Linked DNA regions of Canis lupus: region 1 is linked to region 2. The links are chromatin contacts, called in public Hi-C maps. All regions are on one chromosome and are shown on one strand. The core of a region is the stretch at or near the end of the contact, and the rest is flanking DNA. Distances in the headings are between cores, read along the strand shown. Region 1 overlaps ARHGAP26 (rho GTPase-activating protein 26). Region 2 overlaps ARHGAP26 (rho GTPase-activating protein 26).

Region 1 (4,480 bases), core at 36-2,535, 58 kb before region 2:
AAAGGATGAACATTCTTTCATCATTTTCAGTGGGTCGGAAGCAGGCTATAAGGACCCTGATAAGGAAATTATTCTTATAATGATGCTTTCCCATTTTGAGTGTCGCTGGCACCTAACGCACTTCCTATGAGAAATCTCAATTTAAGATCAGATAATTTTAAGGGGAAAGGTGAAATCATTCCTCTGGAGCATCCAGGTCACACCCACATATGCAGTCAAAGGGTGGACCGTCTATTTTAACTTGTTTCTGGTCTTGGTGAATTAAGCATGAGTGCAGCATTTCTGAAGTTACTAATGTTGATTGTTGCAAGTGCTCCTCCTCCCCACAGCATTATGATTTGCCTGCTATATAAACACTGTTGCCATAGTTATAATTCAGGAAGCTTTGTTGTTTGACCTCAAGAAAAATTCAACCTCAAATCAGGATAACACTGACTCTCTACACTGACAATAGACCATCAGAGGGTAGGACCTGCCAAATTCCTTCAAGCTTCTAGAAGGAACTACTGTATTTTGGGTAACAAGCGAGCAACAAGAAGAGGAAACGCTGCAACATTATGCAATTTCCTTGCATTTCATATTCAGAAATCCTGAAAACCCCTATAACCAACTTCCCCAGCTTTCAACCCAAGATTAGAGTCATAGCCAATATAAACAAACCCAGATGCAAAAGAGGAAAATGAAATCTAAGTAATGTCCAAGTAAGAAGAGTATTTCAGGAAAATTTTAAGGGCACCAGAAAAAAAGAAGCTCACTTGACAGCAAATGCACAATAATAAGTAGATGGTGATATGAGCTGTCACGTATGTAGGATGTGGTCAGATCTTACTGAGAGGAGTCTTCTGGCTTTAACACTTCCTGGCTGCACATTGACGTAACATTAAAAAGTGTGTATGAACCCACTAGCCCATCAGCATAATGCTTCTACCTCTTCATTTGCCAGACAAAAATTGCAATCTTAAGCAGAAAATTTCTTTCTATATTCCTCTGCCTGTCCCTCAACCTCCCTTTAATATCTTTGGAAATCATGGCACAGCTTGATCAGAAGAGGGAACCTTGTTCTTCTATACTTTGGAAAACTGCAAATGGGAAATTTTTTGGTACAGCACACATGATCCAAAAGTTGGAGCTGTGAGGTTCTGCTGCCAGTGCAAGGCCCTACCCAGGAGAAAGGACAGCCAGACAGTGAATCACTGTACAAAATTCACTCCTTTCAACTTCCAGTCCTTTGTCCTTCAGGCAACCTGAGGCAAGTGGCATTTATAATGATCTTATTAATCCCTGCAAAACACCCCTTTCAGAAGCAGGAGGGAAATTCATCCAACACAGACACAGGTGACTTCTTTCCTTGCCACAGACAACTGTGAGGTCAGAGTACTGCATTTCTAGATAGATGATGACTCAGAGCTGAGTTTCCTCACATACAGGTCCTACCTTAAATCTAGGAATAAACCTGATGTTAACCCAGCATATGCAGCAAAGGGTTCTGGGAATATTCACTTTGATTTCTTTGCTCTGAGCTGGTAAGGAGGGGATCCCTAGCTCCTTGACTGAGGAATCTATTTTCCTACAACACTCAAGTAGCAGAATAGGGTTTACAAATTGGAAAGATAGATTCTAGTATCCTTTCTGGCTCTATAGAGGTTAAAAGTTATTAGACTGGGCCCTATGTTATCTCCAGACAATGTCAAAGAGAGGTTTATCAAGATACTACATGATTTCCCATACAATGTTTGGAGTAAAGGGTAAGGTTGGACTATCAGAGCCCTTGTCTTCTGGTTACCCAGAGTATTCATTCGCTTGTCTTTAGGCAAGTGTACCCTGCTCTCCTTGCAAGGGTCTACACCTCTCCATCACAGCCAAAGGTCAGTCTACTTCTGACTCCAGGGGTAGATAGATAGTATGACTTAGGCCAGGTTGGCCAGAGCAGCATGTTTACTCTCTATTCTCAACACTTACTTTAAAAATTTTTCAAACTTACAGGAAAAAAGCAACAGTGAACACATACAACCCATCACTTCCATACTACCATTACTAATATTTTACTACATTTTCCTGATCATATATCCAGCCATCTCTCTGTATTATCCACCAATCCAATATATTTTTGATAAATTGTTGCAAACATTAACACTTCCCATCTAAGTGCTTGAATATGCTTATCATTTATTAAAGTTAAATAGTGGTTTATCAGGTTTTCTCAAGGTAAAAGCTATCTACAATGAAATACACAATTTTAAAAATTTATTTATGTATTTTAAGAGAGCATGAGCAGGAAGGGCAGGGAGCATCTCAAGCAGACCCTACAATGAGCATGGAGTCCAATGAAGGGCTTGATCTCACGACCCTGAGATCATCACCTGAGCAGAAACCAAGATTTGAACACTCAACTGACGGTCACCCAGGGGCCCATGAAGTGCACACTTCTTAAATGAGTTGCAATGATTTCATATGTCCATGTACCTTAAAAACCCACATTAAGGCAGAAACTTTTCCATCACTTCAGGCAGTTCCCCTGTCAGGCGTCTTGCAGTCTTCCTCAAAACACTCCAGCACCCACAACACACACATGCTCACGTACCCGTGCAACAAATGTTCTGTTGTGGTATACTCCCACCATTAGTTCTGCTTGTTCTCAAACATCAGACAAAGGGTGTCACACAGTTTACACTCTTTATGATCTTAGTTCACTCACATTACATTTGTGAGAGTTGTCCATATTGTGGCATGAATCAGTACTTCTGATCCTCTTTATTGCTGAGTATTATTTTATTATTTGGCTATATCGCTGTTCATTGATTCCCTATTCATGGACACGCAGGGTATTCCCTCTTTGTCTTTGGCTATCATAGACAAACAAAAACATTTGGAGTGTCTTCAAGTCTTTTTGAGGACATGGGCTTTCATTTCTCATGTGTAAATAACCAAGAGTGGAACTTCTAGGTTATAGGATATGGGGATGTTTTTTGTTAGTTAGTTAGTTATGAGGGAGAGAGGAGAGGGGTGGGGAGGAGCAAAGGGAGAGGGAGAGGAAGAATCCCAAGCAGACTCTGAACTGAACATAGAGCCCAATGTAGGGCTCAATCTCACAACCCTGAGATCATGACCTGAGCCAAAATCAAGAGCTGAACCAACTGAGCCATCCAGGCATCCTGGGGAGTTTTTTGGTTAATGAATGAGAAACTGCCAACCTTTTTTCCAAAGTAATTGTTTTATACTCCTACCAATAATGTCTGAGTGTTCTGATTGCTCACATGCTCATCAACACATGGTGCTATTGGTCTTAATTTTAGCCATTCTGGCAGGCATGTAGTAATACTTCACCATGATTTTTTTTTAAGATTTTATTTATTTATTCATGAGAGACACAGAGAGAGAAAGACAGAGAGAGAGAGACAGAGAGGCAGAGACATAGGCAGAAGGAGAAGCAGGCTCCCTGTAGGGAGCCCAATGTGGGACTCGATCCTGGGAACCCAGGATCACACCCTGAGCCAAAGGCAGACACTCAACCACTGAGCCACTCAGGTGTCCCTCTCCATGGCTTTAATCTGCATTTCCCTGATGACTAATGATGTTGAGTACTATTTTGAAAATAAGCTTACCAGACATTCTTAATCTTCTTTTGTGAGGCATCTCTCCAAGTCATTTGCCCATCTTTTAGTACAGTTGCTCTTTTTATTACTAAGTTTTATGAGCTCTCTATACATTCTGGATATATCCTCTGTCAGATGTACATTTTGCAAATATTTTCTCCCATTCTGTAGCTTGCCAATGGACTTTCTCAATGATACCTTTTGATAGCACAAGTTCTTAGAGTCAAATTTAGTCTTTTTTTTTTTTTTTTTTTTTGAGATCGATTTCTTTCTGTGTCCTATTAAGAAACCTCTGCAGATGCCAGATAACAAAGATTTTGCACAGTGTTTTCTTCTGGAAACTTCACAGTTACAGGTTTTATGTTTAAAGTTAATGATCTATCTTGAATAAATTTCCCTAGTTCCCATGGTTTGCAAATGTAATTTACAGGTGCTTCTGAGTCACAGCCCAGATCTGAAACTCACTGGTTTAAAATACAAATTCAGTAACGAGTAGCACCAACTTACCCTTATTCCACTTCTCCCCATCCCCTAGAAAGTTGTCATATGGAGTTGATCCATTTTTATATATGGCCTTTGGGGGTCCTCACAATATTAACAAAACTGCTATCTGCTCACAGGACAAGGGAAAAGTAAATGGGCTCTGTAAGGACATATGTGTACATTTGTATGTATGTATTTATATGTGTATGTATTTGTGTATGTATATGTGTGTGTGTATCTATGCATGCACACAGCCATATTCTCAAATCTAATATACAGGGTACATGGCTAACTATATGGCTATCTACAACTATAATCTGAAGACGCAGGGAGCCCTGGAAGCTGATAAGCTTGTGGTCTTGACTAGCCAATGACTTCCTGTGTGATCTTGATCAAGACTCTCG
Region 2 (4,182 bases), core at 1,668-4,167:
TCAGAAAATACAGTAAGCCCTTTATTCCACCAGCCCCTGCCAGGACCCTCGCCCTCCTCTTCTCAGAAATTTTCATTCTCAGACTCAAATGCCCACTTCCCACCATGAGCCCATTTAGTATGTCAGAATGAATGTCTGCAGACTACTGGCAGCTATGGCTCCATAGAGCTGATCCTTGGCTTGCAGTTGTGGAGGACTGCTTCTACCGTTCCACCTCAAGCGCAATGCTTTAACAGCATATAGAAAAAAAAAGTCTACAAAGCTGCAGTCTACCACAGAATTCTCGAGGTGCTGGACCTGAACTTTTGAATGTTGCTCAAAGTGCTGTGCCTGGACCACCAGCTTCAGAATTGGGCATTCCCTTAAAACGGAGATTCTCAACCTGAAACCACCTTAATGAATCTGAAGTTCTGGGCTAGGTCTGGGAATTTGGGTTTTCACCAACTCCACAGGTGATCCTGTGCACAGTTAGGTCTGAGGCTCACTGCCCTGGCTGGCCACAGGCCCCCACCCTTTCCTTCCTGTCCCCCAACACTTAAGAGCAAAGACACCCTCCAGTATACACTACGGTCAAGCAGCCAACAAGTCTCCAGTTCATTTCCTGCTAGGTGCTCACCAGCAAACAGTGAGACCACAATAGTTGCCTAGCATACCAAGATTTCAGGGACCTTGCAGATGTCACATCAACTTCATGGCACACAGTGTGATATTTCCACCCAGAGCCACAAAGAGGAAGTTCAGACAAACTCAGAGGCCACTTGGCCCTAGTAACCAGGAAAGTCAACAGGATTTGTTTTCATTTCAAGAAAAAATATCAAAATGTAAGTTCTTTTCCACATGTGGTTTTGTTCCCCTTTTTTGTGGGAGTGGGTAGTACAGAACTGAATAAGATGGATTTAATATTTAGTTCTAATCCTATCTCCCAAGTTCAGGTAATTTTCTCTCAGTATGACCTCTGGATCACAGTACTATCCTTTCTAGGCATCTAGAAAACACTCTGTTGGCTCCAAGTTTCTTCTCCTTCATTACAATTTAAACTATAATTACATAAATCTCTTATGTGTGTTAATTTCCAAGAACCAAGGTGAAAGGGTCAGCTTTATTTTGGAATCAAGCAATAAGTCTCTTTCCATATTCCCCCTTTGTTCCTACTAGCCACCATTCCTCTAAACAAAATAAAATGGGCAAAACTCTCTATGATCCTGTACTTTCTATGTCAGTCCCTGTAAGATAGGACACATTTCTAAGGGCACCAGCTTATTAGTTCATACTTTAAATGCATCTGGCTTTTCACAACAAAAATGGAGAAGGGGAAAGGGAAAGAGAACTCCAGAGGCAGGTGTTCAGTGAGCAAGGGAAAATATAAAACAATGAAAGAAAACTGAAGTAAATGAGCTCTTTCTAGTTCTACAAAGAATTATGAAACTATCAAAACCAGAATGGAATTAAAACTATAATAATAATAACTTAGGAGGATGTGTCAGGTGCTGTGCTAAGCACTATACATAAATTAACTCATTTAATCTAGACAACTACATCATGTGCTAAGTATGCTCTCATTACCCCACTGAGCAGATGAAAAAACAAAAGGTCAAATAGGTTAAAGACCTTGTCCACAGTCTCAAGAGCCAGGATCTCAACCCAGCAGTCTATTGCTTCACCCTTGGACACAAGACCACAGCAAATGTAAAGTTGCCCTAGCCCAAAAAGAGCAGATATTGACCACTCAAGTCCTCCACCATCAAAAAGAACTAGACCCTCCTCTAAGCACCACAGTGAGTTGGCAGTATGGTCTACTAGTTTAAAGATGATTGGGACGCCTGGATGGTTCAGTCAGTTAACTGTCTGCCTTCCACTCAGGTCATGATCCCAGGATTCTGGAATAGAGCCCCACATCAGGCCCCCTCATATAATAATGAAAAACACAATCGAGACACAAAGACTACTAACAGTATGATTCCATTGATATGATGTTCAAACTCTAGTCAACGTCATTTATAGTGACAGAATTCAGAACAGTGATTTCATCTTGGGGAAAAGGTATGACAATGACCAGAAGGAAGCCTTCTCAGGTAACAGCAATGTTCTTTCTATAACCTGATCAGGGTGGTTACACAGGTAGGGGTTGGGGGGTTGTCATAAAGATATGGACTTAAGATTTGTGCATCTTACTGGGATTACACCTCAACTTTTTAATAAAGTCTTTTAAATACTGAAGAGAAGGACACCTGCATGGCTCAGTTGGTTAAGCGTCTGCTTTTGGCTCAGGTCATGATCCCGGAGTCCAGGGATCAAACTCCGCATCAGGCTCCCTGCTCAGTGGAGAGACTACTGTTTCTCCCTCCCTCTACTCTTATACTCTCGTACCCACCAGCCCTTTCTTTCTTTCTCTCTCTCTCTCTCTCTCTCGCGCGCTCTCTCTCTCTCCCCACCTCTCTAATAAATAAAATCTTTAAATACATATATACATACATACAAAGTGAAGAGACAGGCCTTGTCATCAATAATTTAGGCTCACTAGTTATCCTGATTCTGGTGCTTTGCTGCTGCATAAATGCCTAGAGGACAAGTAACTGAACTACTCCATGTTATCCTTTACACTGCAGATTTAAACAGTACCTACTTCAAGGAGTCATTGTGAAGGTTAAATGAGATGCTCATAAAGTTTTTCAAAGTGTCAGACACACTGTAAATGTTCCAAAAACTAGTTATCACTGGGGCCAATGGAGGTGGCACGTGGAGGGGAAAAAATGGCAAGTATGCAGTAGGATGAAAATTATGGAGGGAGAAGGCCAGGTGTATATAGTTTAAAAAAGAAAAGAAAGCAGCCACAGGTGCTTCTGATACACATGACCCCACCCCCAGAACAATCATAGACAGCACTGAAAATCACACCTCTACCACAAAAGGAGTCAAGCCAGGGGCTGCAGTGACACACAGGCTCTGACATCATGACCATTTCCTTTTTCCTCCTGAGTAAAGCATCAAAGTGGCCTACTTCCCCCTTTTGGAATTAAAGTCAGATAAATCGATAAGGACAAAGAAGGGGTCTTTAGCAAATTCTAGAAAATCTGTGAAGGAGCCCCCTCTGCCCACTAGTTGGGAAAAGTGACAAAGGACTTGCAATCCTTTTTGGAGCTCAAGCCCAAGATACAACGTATAAGATATGGCACATCATTTTGACTCTGAATAAACCCTTGGTTAGTGCTGTATCTTTACCAGCTTAAGAACTGTGAACAGTATCTGCAATTTTCTCTAAGCTGGCACTCCACCTCTCACACAACAGGGGAAGAGATGCAGACCATTACTCATCTGTCACAGGGCAAACCGCGCCCCAGCACCATAGCGCCTTCAACGCTGGCCTCCAGAAAGAGCCCATGGAAAACAGTACACTCTTCACTGCCACATCCAGGAGCTGGGACCACTGATGTCAGCTCACAGCCTCCTCAGCAGCAGACAGCAAGCAGAATCACAATCAGGCCTGACTCCAGGGCCATTCGACAGCTTTCCTGCTCTAATCTTATTCCTGAATCTGAGTCAACAATAGTGATCTCAGTGGCTTGGCAACTCCACCACTTCCTACTGGACAAGGAAATGCTGTTCCTAACTCCACCCCACTGAAACAAACACACTCAGAATCTAACAGTACTATTCTTTCTAAATCAACCTCCAAAGATCTAGAGGTTACTCATTCATAAGACTCTAAGTCTTCTGTTGGCAAAAGTTCGTCCCCCAGCTCCCAACCACACTACAGCACATGAAAGGGGCAAGTTCAGAATAAAAGAAGGACTATGGCACCTGCAGAAACACACATTCCCACAGCCTGCATGTGAATCCTATATGCTTATATAGGAAGACAGGGAATGGTGAAGGCTTGGAGAACAGGCTGCCATCCACCACTGAAAAGAGCTGCACAAGTGCCAGGGATAAGAAGTGGTCCTTTGCTTCTAAAATGCTACTGGGAAAACAGGTTCCCAACCATTATTAGGGTTCAAGGTTCAGGACATCTTCATTTACACAGAGATATGGCCAAAATCATTCCAAATAATCTTAGAGAATGACATTTCTTTCTTGTCTATGAGATTACAGACTGAAACATCTACAGAGAACAGCAAGTAAGCAAAATGAGTGAAATTGAATAAAAAAAGTATTTATTGCCTCAAGGAAAATAGGCTCAGTCTC

The links. Hi-C and Micro-C count contacts between places; a contact is called where the count stands out from the background.
Region 1: a contact with region 2 is called in a Hi-C map of blood, with 5 times the contacts expected there. The contact joins two enhancer-like sites. A contact is called at or near these places in 3 of 9 Hi-C or Micro-C datasets (blood and liver).

What each region holds. Positions count from the first base shown.
Region 1 is chr2:36,985,001-36,989,480 of UU_Cfam_GSD_1.0, reverse strand. The region is part of intron 11 of ARHGAP26 (rho GTPase-activating protein 26); the gene reads right to left. Among named protein-coding and RNA genes, the nearest start is that of ARHGAP26, 210 kb to the right of the region's middle. Within about 2 kb of position 1,285, at least 2 of the 20 cell types and tissues checked have an H3K27ac peak or open chromatin away from gene starts, as enhancers often do. A contact at or near this core is called in blood, where this site is marked.
Region 2 is chr2:36,929,091-36,933,272 of UU_Cfam_GSD_1.0, reverse strand. All of the region lies in intron 10 of ARHGAP26 (rho GTPase-activating protein 26), which reads right to left. Among named protein-coding and RNA genes, the nearest start is that of ARHGAP26, 150 kb to the right of the region's middle. Within about 2 kb of position 2,917, at least 5 of the 20 cell types and tissues checked have an H3K27ac peak or open chromatin away from gene starts, as enhancers often do. A contact at or near this core is called in blood, where this site is marked.